Linked DNA regions of Mus musculus: region 1 is linked to region 2. A link is a contact called in public targeted proximity ligation data. All regions are on one chromosome and are shown on one strand. The core of a region is the stretch at or near the end of the contact, and the rest is flanking DNA. Distances in the headings are between cores, read along the strand shown.

Region 1 (6,203 bases), core at 775-3,274, 110 kb after region 2:
GTGGAAACAGAGGTGGTATATATCTTCTACCTCGTGTAATAAGGAGTGGGAACCCTCTCACTGAGGACTTACTTGAGCAGCATTTTGTTCTTACCCCCAAGACTCTCAGTTCCTTTTTTATCCACAAACGATTCTGTGGCATATTCATCAAGATATAATGGAGGGATGTGAGGATAAGTTCCTCTCCTGGGAAAAATGGGGAGAAAAACAACATAAATTAAATCAGTTAATAATTATTGTTATTCTCTTGGGTAAGATTCCTAAGCCTGAGGGGGACCCTACTCTACAGCTGTCATTCATTTTTTTTTTAAAGATACTTGGTTGCCCTCTGACAGGTTCTTTTGCACCAGAGACTAGTAGTATTCTGACAAAACTAATATTTACCTCTCAAAAAGTTTTGCTCACGGATCAGATTTAAGTTAGACTACGCTAAGTACTAAGTGATAACTGCTCCGATCACATCAATTCCTTGAGCACCTGCTCATATGCCCACATTGCTGCATCAGGAAATTTAGACCCTTGGTAGATTTGATCTACCCTGGTACCCACCCATCAGTGTTGTCTAAGTTTAAGTCTGTTTGGGGGTGGGGTGTGTGTGCCTGACTAGAAGGATCTGTGTCACATGCTTATGTTAGATGCAGAGGAGGCTGGAAAATAGAAATAGTATTCTAGAGTATAGGCAGGTTTCTTAAGTTAGTGAACAAGATAACCAGAGGGGATGTTCAGTAGGCAAGACAAGGATAACTCGTCATTTCTAGCATGGGCAGGGAGGGTGATGGTTCCTAGTTTGTATGAATCATAACTCCCCCCTCAGCCTCTATATTTAATGCTCATGAAAACTCTTCTTTATTCTAGCTGGTCTGAACAAAGGTGGATATCGAAACCATTTGGTGAGGCTGCAGAAGATGTAAAAGCAAGAAGCCAGGACATTATTAGATTCTATCTGTTCTAATGTACAGAACCGTAGAGCATGAAACTTTGCATGTGTGGGAAGAAGGGCACCCGGAGAAAATCAGAGACAGACGAAAAAACAGAACTTATCATCTTCTGACCACTTTCAACTTCTTAGTTCCATTTTCTTGGAAGCCTGGCTGCCTATACATCATGTAAACACTTATATATTATATTATATACATTAATTTTACTAAAACAAATAAGAGATAATTTATGTTTTTTCAGTCCAAGGTTAATACATTTGCTTTGAGTGGCTTTCTAGTTAGATTTGGCTTTGATAATCTCTACCTCCATTCCCAAGAAACAGCTCCCCAACCCCACCCAGCCTCTAAAGTCTCACTAATCTTTTCTGGTTCCCTTCAATCACTATATGTAGTTGTATGGGAATGTCAGGGCCAAGAAGCAGGAGTGGGTGGGTAGGGAAGCAGGGCGTGGGGGGAGGGTATAGGAAACTTTCGGGATAGCATTTGAAATGTATATAAAGAAAATATCTAATAAATAAAAAAAGAAAAAAATTCAAGGCATTGTCTTTAGATCTTTCAAAACAAACTTTTCCTTTTCCTCATATAAGTCACGGACTTTGAAGGTTTCAGTTGCCACGATAATGGCCCATTGATATTTGACAAGGAGAAAATACACTAAGGCACAGAGGAAAGCATTTTAGAAGATTCTTGAATTAAAAATTGCCCATTATGACAATTAAAAACTTACCCGTTATGCGATGACTTACAAAAAAATGTAATAAACTTCAAAGGCTCTTCTAAGTGACAAGAATCACCTGGAGGGTTGTACTGGGGAGAAAAAAGAAGCCAGGATACAATTGAAGCTCTCCAGGAAGCAGTGTCCAATGCCTGTCCTTAATGTGGTCTGTTCAAGGGTCATGGATCCATACTCTGTCACAACCCCAAGGTTAGAATAGGATAATCCTGAAAGGGTTGCTTTTAGGTCCAGATCTTTCTGCCCTGGCTTTCCTGCAGGCAGGCATCTGCCACCTTCATGTGCCCCTCATTACCTCTTGCGGATCCAGCGCAGCTGCGGTTGTGTCTCAGAGCAACCGTGGTGAAGGGTGCCACGTGAGGAGGGCCACGCAGAAGTTAGTTCCACTGGCCCTTGAAGGTTCCATCCAGCCTTCATGCCCGCGAGAGGTAGATGCGGTTAGGGTTTGGGGCCAGCAGGAGGAGCTCTAGTGCGGACATCCTTTACTGACCAGTGTTGGGCATACTCTAGCTATTAATCTGCAGTCCTTGAGCCCAGCTATGGCTGATTCCCTGCTCCATAGACTTCCCCACCAAGCAAATACTACCAACTGTTTTCCAGTAGAAGAAGCAAGTCTTTCTATTGTGAGTCTCCTCAAAAATCAAAGTTCTAAACTCTAGAAGGAAGGATGTTGTTGGAACCCTGGATCTGGTGGTGTTTGGGCAAGATGTATCTTCTGTTCCTCTCTCTGCAAAATCGAGGTCACACTTGCTCTGTGGACTTTCCATTTTCAGAAATTAGATTGCACAAGTCCGTCATCCACTCTGGGACAAGAAACTCTAAACATAGTGGGCAGTATGCCAAAAGAAGAGATGGAGGCTGGAGGTGGACTTGAGAAGGGACCCAGAGGAAGATGAGAGGAGTTGTGGGGGTGAAAGACAATTAAAATTCATTATATAAATGCATGGAACTGTCAAACAACCAATCAACAAATAAATTAACCCCGACAAAAGGCTACTGCTCTATGTAATCTAGTCCTAAATGGTAGGTATTAAAGAACCCAAATTTGACAGTCATGTCTATGAGGCTGAGAGTCATTTATGATATGACTAAACAGGTAAACACTAAACCCAGTAAAGTGTAAGGGTGCTATATCGGGCACCTGGAAGAAGTGAATAAATTAACAGAAGGTCATTTGGTCTAACTTACTCAGATTACATTGAGTCTCAAAAGCAATGGTGACTTGGTTAGCTGCTAACTAAAGGAGTGTTCCTCACAGGCAATTTGTTGAGGCTTCCAGTACCAGGTATTCCATGTATTATGTAATTTATTGAACATATAATTCTCTAGGAATTAGAATGCTCCAATATTTATATATCCTGTTGAGGATAAATATGAATGACATTGTTTATGTATTAGTAGTAAGGAATGGAAAAAATATAGAATATCCTTTACCTTAGAGTTTACCTTGTGGGAAAGGTGGGGTGAGAGATGATCCATTTTAGTATTAGGTGGTCAGACAATAAAAATCGAATGCAGCTTAGGTGGTAAGGAGCAGACAGAAAGGTAAGGATGCCCTTGCAGAGCCCTGAGCTCTAGGAAAAAATGGAAAACGATGCCTAAATCTCTCAAGGGTTATGCATTTGGTTGCTGGCTTTTTGCAATGTGAAGGTGAGTGCTATCACTGAAAAGAAGTGGCCTCAGAGGACAGATGGAAGTCAGACTCGACCTAGAGTAGAGTCAAAGGGAAAACACGAGGTAATTGTGTGGAGATAATATGTACTTACCTCTGGAGCTCTGGCTTTAAGAAAGGAAAGGTAGTTGTGTGCAGAGGGAGTCCTACGGGGGAGTTGTTTTAAGATGACACTTAACACTGTGAGCCAATGCTGGTGGCTGGCCGGGAAGGGATGAGAAGCCAAAGCCATCTAAGACATCAATGACACAGTGAGACGTGGACTGTGATCTCTAGAAGCAGCCTTCTGTCATGCACAGACCTGCAGGTAGCCTTAACTTTCTCACTGCACACTTGGCTTTCTTGGCCCGTCACCTGGCTTGCCTCTGGGGCCACTCTTTTGCTAACTTGCTCATTCTCTGCAAGCAGGAGCTCTTGGGTACAGGTTCTGTGAATTCTATGAAAGCTTCTAGTTTCACACAATGTAATGAGGAGCTAGACATAACTATAGCACTTTTGTCACATGGTTAGCTTAAGTTGACACGTGTTTTAGGTATAAAATACACAATTCTGAAGACTCCATATGATCTGTAGACCATATGACTCCATAGATTATAAAGTATATCATCAATAGTTTTTACCTGCATCATTTAGATGTTTTTGACATATTAACTGTGTTGTCAAAATTAAACACATATGTTCCTATTTACTCTCTTTGTGTGGCTGCTAGGACAATTTAAAAACATACATGTGGTGTTTCTTACATCACCAGTAGATAACGATGCTCTGTATCTTTCACGGTCTTGGACATCACTCCTTCCTTTCAGGTTTCTTGCCTTTTGAAGTTTTTTTTGACCTTAATTTCTTCATTTTATTTTTTTAAAAATTGTGTTTTATTTCCCCTTTCTTTTCTTTGCTCAAAACTCCCTTGCTGTCTTTCAAATTCATGGCCTCTTTTGTCATTAATTGTTACACATGTATATGTGTGTATTCCTAAATATACCCTGCTCAGTATGTAGTCTGTTACTTGTATGTATGTTTTCATGGCTGACCATTCAGTATTGGACAACCAATTGGTGTGCTCTTCACTGGGGAAGATTATTTTTCTTCATTCTCTGCATTTCTTCGTTGCCTGCAGTTCTTTGTGTAGGGCTGAGGTCTCCTGGGCTTTCTCTTTTCACTTTGGCATGTTCGTTGATGTCATCCTTGTTCAGCTTCTGTTTGGGCAGTCATGTTGGTGAGACTTCATGGGTGTAGCTTCTGACATCACTAAGAGACAGAATCTCACAGCAAACTTCCCAATTTGGCTCTTACAATTTTTCTGCTCCCTCTTCCACAGTGTTCCCTGAGCGTTAGGTGTGGGAGTTGTTTTTCAGGTGTATCCACTATGACTGGAACCCATAACTCTGCATTTCGATTAGTTGTAGTTTTCTTTAGTGGTTTCTTTTGAATGTTTTTCTATGTTTATATAAAATCATGACGAATTAAAGTTGTCTCACTCATCAGAAAAGCCTTACTGTGGATGAATGCTATTACAGAGAATCAGAATAGAGAATGAGTAACTGTGAACTACCCATACCCTAGTGGGATATGTAACATACTCCCAATCCCCTAAAGGAACACTGTGGAAGAGTGGGGCAGAAAGACTATGAGAGTCAGAGGACCAGGAGAATTGTTGGAAAACTGGCTTTTAGACATGAGATTCCTCATGCTGTGTTTGTGAGGTCTCAACATCTACCCTGACCCGCATAAGATGCTCGTAAGACCAAATCTGCCAACATTTCAGCATGCGTGGCTGAAGGGCTCACAAGGCTCCACTCCTACTTGATGAGATACAGGCATCCAACATCTGTTTGTTGGCCAAACTATGATTTTTATTAAGGGATGAGGGTCATTAGAACTTGCTCAGGTTTTAGTGGTGAGCCCTACACTCAGGTACATCTGGGTAACACTAACTGAACTCAGTAGGTTATACATTTTTAGAAAATAGAAGATATGAATTTGAGAGAAAGATGTAGGGAGAGAATCCTGGAGTCAGAAACTAGCAAGAAGTTGTTCACTTGAAATGTACTGTAGTCATGTATGAGATTCTCAACCCTCATCCACTTTTTTCCTCCTCTTCTTACCCTCCTCTCCCGCTTCTTCTCTCTCTCCTCCTTTTCTTCCTCCTCTTCTCCTTCCTTCTCTTGTTTCTTCTCTATCTCCTTCCTCTTCCCCCTTTCCTTCCCTTTCCTCTTCCTCTGTAAGAAGCAATAGCTACCCTAATTCTTCCATTTGGAATGTCTTCCCACCTTTCAAGTCCCCAAACTTCTAATCTCCTGTTCGGAGTTTTCACAAATTATTATTATCTTTACACCAGAAAGAGCATCCTCTCTTCTGGGAGACTCCCATTTTTTATATGCCTCTTAATAATGAATCGCTTACAGTTGTGATTGCTTAACTGCCTGACCATCTCCTAAAATAACAACTGTCATGAGGTGCCTTGTTAATCTTTGACAGTTTAGAGTTCAATACCTTCATGGCAAATGGTAGACATTCAGAAATGAGCTAAGCACTGAAATTTGTAGAATCAAGAAATCCTGACTGATAGTCACGGAGAACAACTGTTGTAATGTCTTGAGAGACAGAGAAGAAAACAATCCCTGGATCAGTGTTCTTTAGCATTGCTGGTGTTGCTGAGGAAACTTCTCTGATGTCACGTTCCACATTAGGAGAGCAGGTAAGCTGCATGCAGAACAGCTTCCTGGAAAGCTTTCCAACAGGAGTGAACATCAACTCACAGCAGAGACATGCAGGGCAGAAAGGAACTTTAATGAGGTCAGGAAAAGCCTTGGGACAATAAAGGCACTACATTGGTGACCATTTGAGCCTCGCTTTGTGG
Region 2 (5,931 bases), core at 389-2,888:
GTACACACTAGCAAGATTTTGCTGAAAGGACCCAGATGTAGCTGTCTCTTGTGAGGCTATGCCGGGGCCTAGCAAACACAGAAGTGGATGCTCACAGTCAGCTATTGGATGGATCACAGGGCTCCCAATGGAGGAGCTAGAGAAAGTACCCAAGGAGCTAAAGAGGTCTGCAACCCTATAGGTGGAACAACAATATGAACTAACCAGTACCCCCCCCCGGAGCTCATGTCTCTAGCTGCATATGCATCAGAAGATGGCCTAGTCGGCCATCAGTAGAAAGAGAGGCCCATTGGTCTTGCAAACTTCATATGCCTCAGTGCAGGGGAACGCCAGGGCCAAGAAGAGGGAGTGGGTGGGTAGGGGAGTGTGGGGGGGAGGGTATGGGGGACTTTTGGAATAGCATTGGAAGTGTAAATGAAGAAAATACCTAATTAAAATAAAATAAAAATTAAAAAAAAAAAAAAGAAATTCTTCGCTTTGCATACCTCTGGCTCTTTATTTAAACTCCATGTTAGAAACTGAGTGATAAGCCCAGGTGGGGCCAAGTCACTGGACCCCTTTGCTCTGCTTCTCAATGAAGTCACAATGAATTCATTTTTTTCTACCTTCCACTCTTATTTGTTTAGTTGGCCCATTAAGGACTGGGTAGATGAATCTGGATTGCTTGAGCCTGGACTCTGACCCTGACAATTCTAGGTGCAGTCTGGAGCAAAACAGAGAGGCTCCTCTGGGTAAGAGTAGGATGTGAGGTCATGGACAAGAACAGTCAGAAAAGTGAGATGGTTAAAGGCTAGAGGGGGAAGGCAAAGCTAACATGGAGAGAGCAGGGCCTGTATCAAATGTTTTTTTCTAGGGCAGAGGAAGATTCTAACTACATACAGGGTGCCTCATCTTCAGAAGAGGGTACAGACTCCTGCCATTGTTCTGAGCTTTTAGAGAAAGCTAGATCATTAAAAAGTCTGCTGGGCTGGAACAGAGCTATTTTAAAAGGGGAAGGAATTAAGGCCTCTGCACGTTGAGAAAAAGTCAGTGAAGTGATCCACAACTGAGGAGAAAATCAGAAAGAACTTACACAGGAGGACCCAGGAGAAACTTACGCTTAAGTCCTTTGCTTTGTCCTTTCCAGATATTTCCGTGTGCGTGTGTGTGTGTGTGTGTGTGTGTGTGTGTGTGTGTGTGTATTTCCCGCAGCGCCTGGCTGGCCCTTCATATGCCTACCTAGTGCTGTCTCCTCTCTACATCCCAGGCTTAGAATTGAGTTCTGTGGTGTCAGACAGGAGATACCCACCCCACAAGAACTATATCTTCCTGGAAAAACAGACTTAGAAATAATAACAAACTAAATGCAAGCTTTCAAAGACAGAAGGTGACACTCATTCTCTCCAGTAAGCTGGGATGAGGCCTTCCATGGGCCTTCTTACCCACTATAGATTTCCCCTTACAGATCAAGAGGTACTTACGGGAGACATCTTGCAGCTCAGGTTGTCTGCTAGACTCCTGCTGATCTTCTCTTTGGTTTTTTATATAAAGTTTGAGAATGTCAGTTTCACTTTCCCTTTGAATTGCTTTGGGGCACTATTTGCTAAACAGGAGTGGACTGAAAAACCCCGAGTCTGAGAGAAGTTTACACAATTAGTTGGCCTATCCCACAAACAAACAGGAAGATCTGCAAACACAGCCCAAGAGCCTTTTCCCACTTGGGAAATTCCTTGCTTGGAACACAGTACAGTGTTGCCTGAGACAACTGCTTCATCCTTGGCTATGGAAATAAGCAGACATAATATGATATTTCAATGATTTAAAGCAAATGCTGATTTTTTTTTTTTTTTTTTTTTGGTAAGAGTAACACAAGTACATGGGTCAGTGGATATTCTTCAGGGCTCTCTAGGATGTGGTTTCAGGCAGGACACAGGATTACACTCAAGCGTGTATCTCCTGTGTTTGCATTTTCATCGTGGGTTGTAGGTTAAAGAATTAGCAGATGTGAATACAAGGAGAGTTCACTATTATACTGCCAGAAGCCAGAGGCTAGGAGAAGCCTGGAGGAGACTCTCCTCCCAGTCCTCCTGAAGGATGGAGCCTTGCTGACACCCTGAACTCAGACTTCCTGCCTCCAGAACCAAGGGACAATAGGTTTAATGAGCTCTCCTGTTGGTGCCACCTTGTTATCGTTGCTAAAAAGCCCATAGAGTGTCTGTGAAAGATCTTGTGTAGTGACAGGGAAGCAGTCACTGCTGGCACAGCCAGCTGACTGGTCAGATTGGGAGTAATAGAGGTGACATGGAAATATAAGGAAGAGGAGGCAATCCCCAGCAGAGACAGAAGGCCCCGCTCTCCATAGGGTGTGGTCCTTTGAGTGAGACCCCCCCACCTCATAAATTAAAAGCTTGGTTCCTGGTTGGGAACTGTTTGGGAAGAATTAGGGGGTGTAGCTTTGCTGGAGGAGGTGTGTCCCACTGTGCACATTCTCTCTCTTATTCCCTCTCTCCCTTCCCCCGATCCCCTCTCTTCTTCCTCCGCAGGAAGTACACTCTTAACTACCGCTCCAGTGCCATGCCGGCCTGCTTGATGCCCTGCTTCCCATTATGATGATTGCAGACTGTAACTCTCTGAAACTGTGGGCCTCCAAATTAATTAATTAATAAATAAGTTAATTAATTAAAATCAGTGGCCTTGGTCATATGTCTCTTCAGAGCAATAAAAAACAAAACAAAACACAACAATGAAGATAGGTGGAGGTTATCAAGTTGACTGGCAGGTCAAGAGAGCTGTCACTCAACATTGATCTTGGTCCCTTGCCTCTGAGGAGGAGGAGTGAAGGGCTTTTAGACTGGGTTGTGAGGCTCCAGAATGGAGACCCATTCTCTGTGTCCTAGGGCTCTGAGAGGGTGAGTGTATTCTAACTCAAGGAACTCGGGACATCTTTGCACTTGGAGGAAATCAACTAAAGACTCTGAAAGAGCTTATAAGGATTCCGTTTTTTGATATTTACCACTGAATAAATGAAAGCAGAGATGACTAAGATGTATTTGTTAGTTGTTAGGCTAAAGCTATACATTTCATGTCAGCAGAAATAAGCATCTTTAGTGAAAAAAAAAAACCCTATTTTCCAAAATAAAAATTTAGTAAGAAGAGAATTAGTTTTTAGCAGTTGTGAGGGTGGGGAGGCGAAATATTTTTGCCTCCCCCAACACTAGGTTCACAAGTGAAGCCAGTGTAAAAAAAGACAGAACAAGAGAAAAGTATGCATATCTATACACTGTGATCTCCCCTCCCCTCTCTTTTATTTAAAAGAAAAATTTTGGAAGTACTTTGATTAAAAGACATTATTGCAAGCGTCACTGAAGAGCATTGTATTCTGTTTTAAATTTATTTTATTTTTCATACATGAATACTATATTTATATCATTTCTACCTTGTGCCCTCCAATTCCTTTGAAGTTCCCCACACTCCCTCTCAGGTTCATGACCCTGTTCTCTATAATTGTTACTCTCCTATGTAAGTAAATGTGGGTATTTCTGTGCTTGATTTATTGAAAATGTGAATAGTCATGAACTGGACTTAAAAAAAATTGATCTGGAGGCTGGAGAGATGGCTCAGTGGATAAAGGGTTTGGCTCCTCTTCCAGACTACCTGGGTTCAATTCCTAGCACCCACATGGTGACTCATAACCTGCTGGGGTCTAGCCTCTACACAGGATCAGGGGTCTCAGCTGGAAGCAGGGATATCTGGAAGGTGCATAATGAACACACAGGTAACATTTTCGGGTACAACCTAATGAGCAAGTCTCAAAGCTTGATCTCTCTGTCTCTGTCTCTCTCTCTCTCTTTCTCTCTCTCTCTCACATACTGCACTCTCCACTCTTCACACTCCCACACACCTCACACCTCTAATTTGCCCCAGTCTTTTATTGTTACTCCAAAAAGCAGGTAGAGAGACATTGTATAATCATTACCAGATGTATGAAGTTCAAAAGAATGACCACATCTCACAAAGAATTAAGAATTATGATTGTTCCTCAAAGTTCGAAGCTTTCCCTATTCTCAGCCCTATGGCCAAATAATAATTGCAAACTTATATTATTTAAACTTTAACTATTGACTTATACTTCAGAGCTCAAAGCTCTGAGGTTAGCTACGTGTGGTTTTCCCGTGAAGCTCTAACAATAAACAAGGGCAAAGGTGTCAGGCAGTGGTTAGAAAGAAACAGGCTAACCTTTAACTCTGCAGTTTCGCTAGCTTCTGCTTCTGCACATTGCACACAATGACTCAATAGATTTTTTGTTTCTGAACTAAAGTATCCTGTGTTCGTGTTCCTTTAGTCCACTTTTCCCTTATCCCATGACAGTGTCTCTTACACTAATAATTTTCATAGTTCCAGTAAATTCCTTCACTCTCTGGTGATGAACTCTGTATGACTTTAGCAGTACATGGCTCTGTTTCATTTTCTAATAATTTTTTCAAACGTTGCAAGTCAAACATTAATCTGAAACTACAATTGTGCAATTATTACATTGTTCCAAAAATGAGAGCGCACAGCATGCATGTGGGCCATTAGGACTGTGCTGGGCTATGCCCTATGCCTCAATTTTTGGTTGTTTAAGAATCATTACATTTGGCCAGTCCAGGGCCACCATGGGCATAAACTCAGAGGATGCTCCTACATTCCCCAGAGGATTCTCCACGCTGCAGGTGCCTTAGCATACCCAGGATCTTAGGATCACTGGTGAGTCCAACACAACATCTGTTCCAAGGCAACTGTGAGGGGTCTGTGCCAGCAGGAGCAGGGACACAGGAAATCTGCCTGACCAGTGGCTCAGTTGGTGCTGGTCTACCTTGGTTTCAAACACAGCAGACAGTCCCATGGTTCCCCAGAGGAGGTACCACTTCCAAGCACTTAACATGCCCAGGATCTTAGGATTCCAGGATCTCAGGATCCCAGGAGCTTGGTCACACCAGGATCTCAGGGTCTCAGAGGAAGCTTGACTGCCTAGAACTCTGATACACCCAGAATCTCAGGTTCACAGGATCCCAGAATCCCAGGATCCCAGAGAAAGCTGGACTCTGAGGACTTCTGAATAAACTGGGATTACAGGAAGGACAGGCTCCAATCAGATATACTGAGGGCAGCGAGCACTAGAGATAATCAGGTGGCAGGAGGCAAGCAAGAGAACAGAAGCAATAGAAACCAAGGTTACTTGTCATCATCAGAATTAAACTCTCCTACCTCAGCAAGTCCTGGATACACCATCACACCAGAAAAGCAAGATATGGATCTAAAGTCACTTCTCATAATGATGATGGAGGACTATAAGAAGGAAATAAATAACTCCCTTAAGGAAATTCAAGAAAACACAGGTAAACAGTTAGAAGACCTCAGATAGGAAACACAAAAATCCCTTAAAAGAATTCCAGGAGAACATATGCAATCAGGTGAAAGAATTGAACAAAACCATCCAGGATCTGAAAATGGAAGTAGAAACAATAAAGAAATCACAAAGGGAGACCACTCTGGAAATTGAAAACCTAGGAAAGAAGTCAGGAGCCATTGATGCAAGCATAACCAATAGAATACAAGAGATAGAAGAGAGTATCTCAGGTGCAGAAGATACCATAGAAAACATTGACACAACAATCAAAGAAAATGAGAAAAGTAAAAAGATCTTAACTCCAAACATCCAGGAAATCCAGGACACAATGAGAAGACCAAACCTAAGGATAATAGGTATAGACGAGAAGGAAGATTTCCAACTTAAAGGGCCAGTAAATATCTTCAACAAAATTATAGAAGAAAACTTCCCCAACCTAAAGAAAGAGATGCCCATGAATATACAAGAAGCCTACAGAATTCCAAATGGGTTGGACCAGAAAATAATTTTCTCCTATCACATAATAATCAAAACACCAAATGCACAAAACAAAGAAAGGATAT

What was found.
Region 1: a targeted proximity ligation map of CD8 T cells shows a contact between it and region 2, with 7 read pairs. A contact is called at or near these places in 6 of 39 promoter capture datasets (embryonic stem cells, liver, neutrophils and 2 more), 5 of 484 Hi-C or Micro-C datasets (ECoMG myeloid progenitors, bone marrow-derived macrophages, liver and 1 more), 6 of 130 datasets of targeted methods (CD8 T cells, Th17 cells, bone marrow-derived macrophages and 2 more) and 4 of 9 other capture datasets (adipose tissue, liver, macrophages and 1 more).

The regions. Positions count from the first base shown.
Region 1 is chr19:11,163,306-11,169,508 of GRCm38.p6, forward strand. Ms4a19 (membrane-spanning 4-domains, subfamily A, member 19) reads right to left here and starts at 2,025. Exons shown (of 8, transcript NM_001370777.1): 1 at 1,967-2,025; 2 at 1,685-1,745; 3 at 95-186. The coding sequence starts at 148. Ms4a13 (membrane-spanning 4-domains, subfamily A, member 13) reads right to left here. Exons shown (of 7, transcript NM_001347435.1): 7 at 6,114-6,203.
Region 2 is chr19:11,048,928-11,054,858 of GRCm38.p6, forward strand. AW112010 (expressed sequence AW112010) reads right to left here and starts at 1,639. Exons shown (of 3, transcript NR_102366.1): 1 at 1,461-1,639.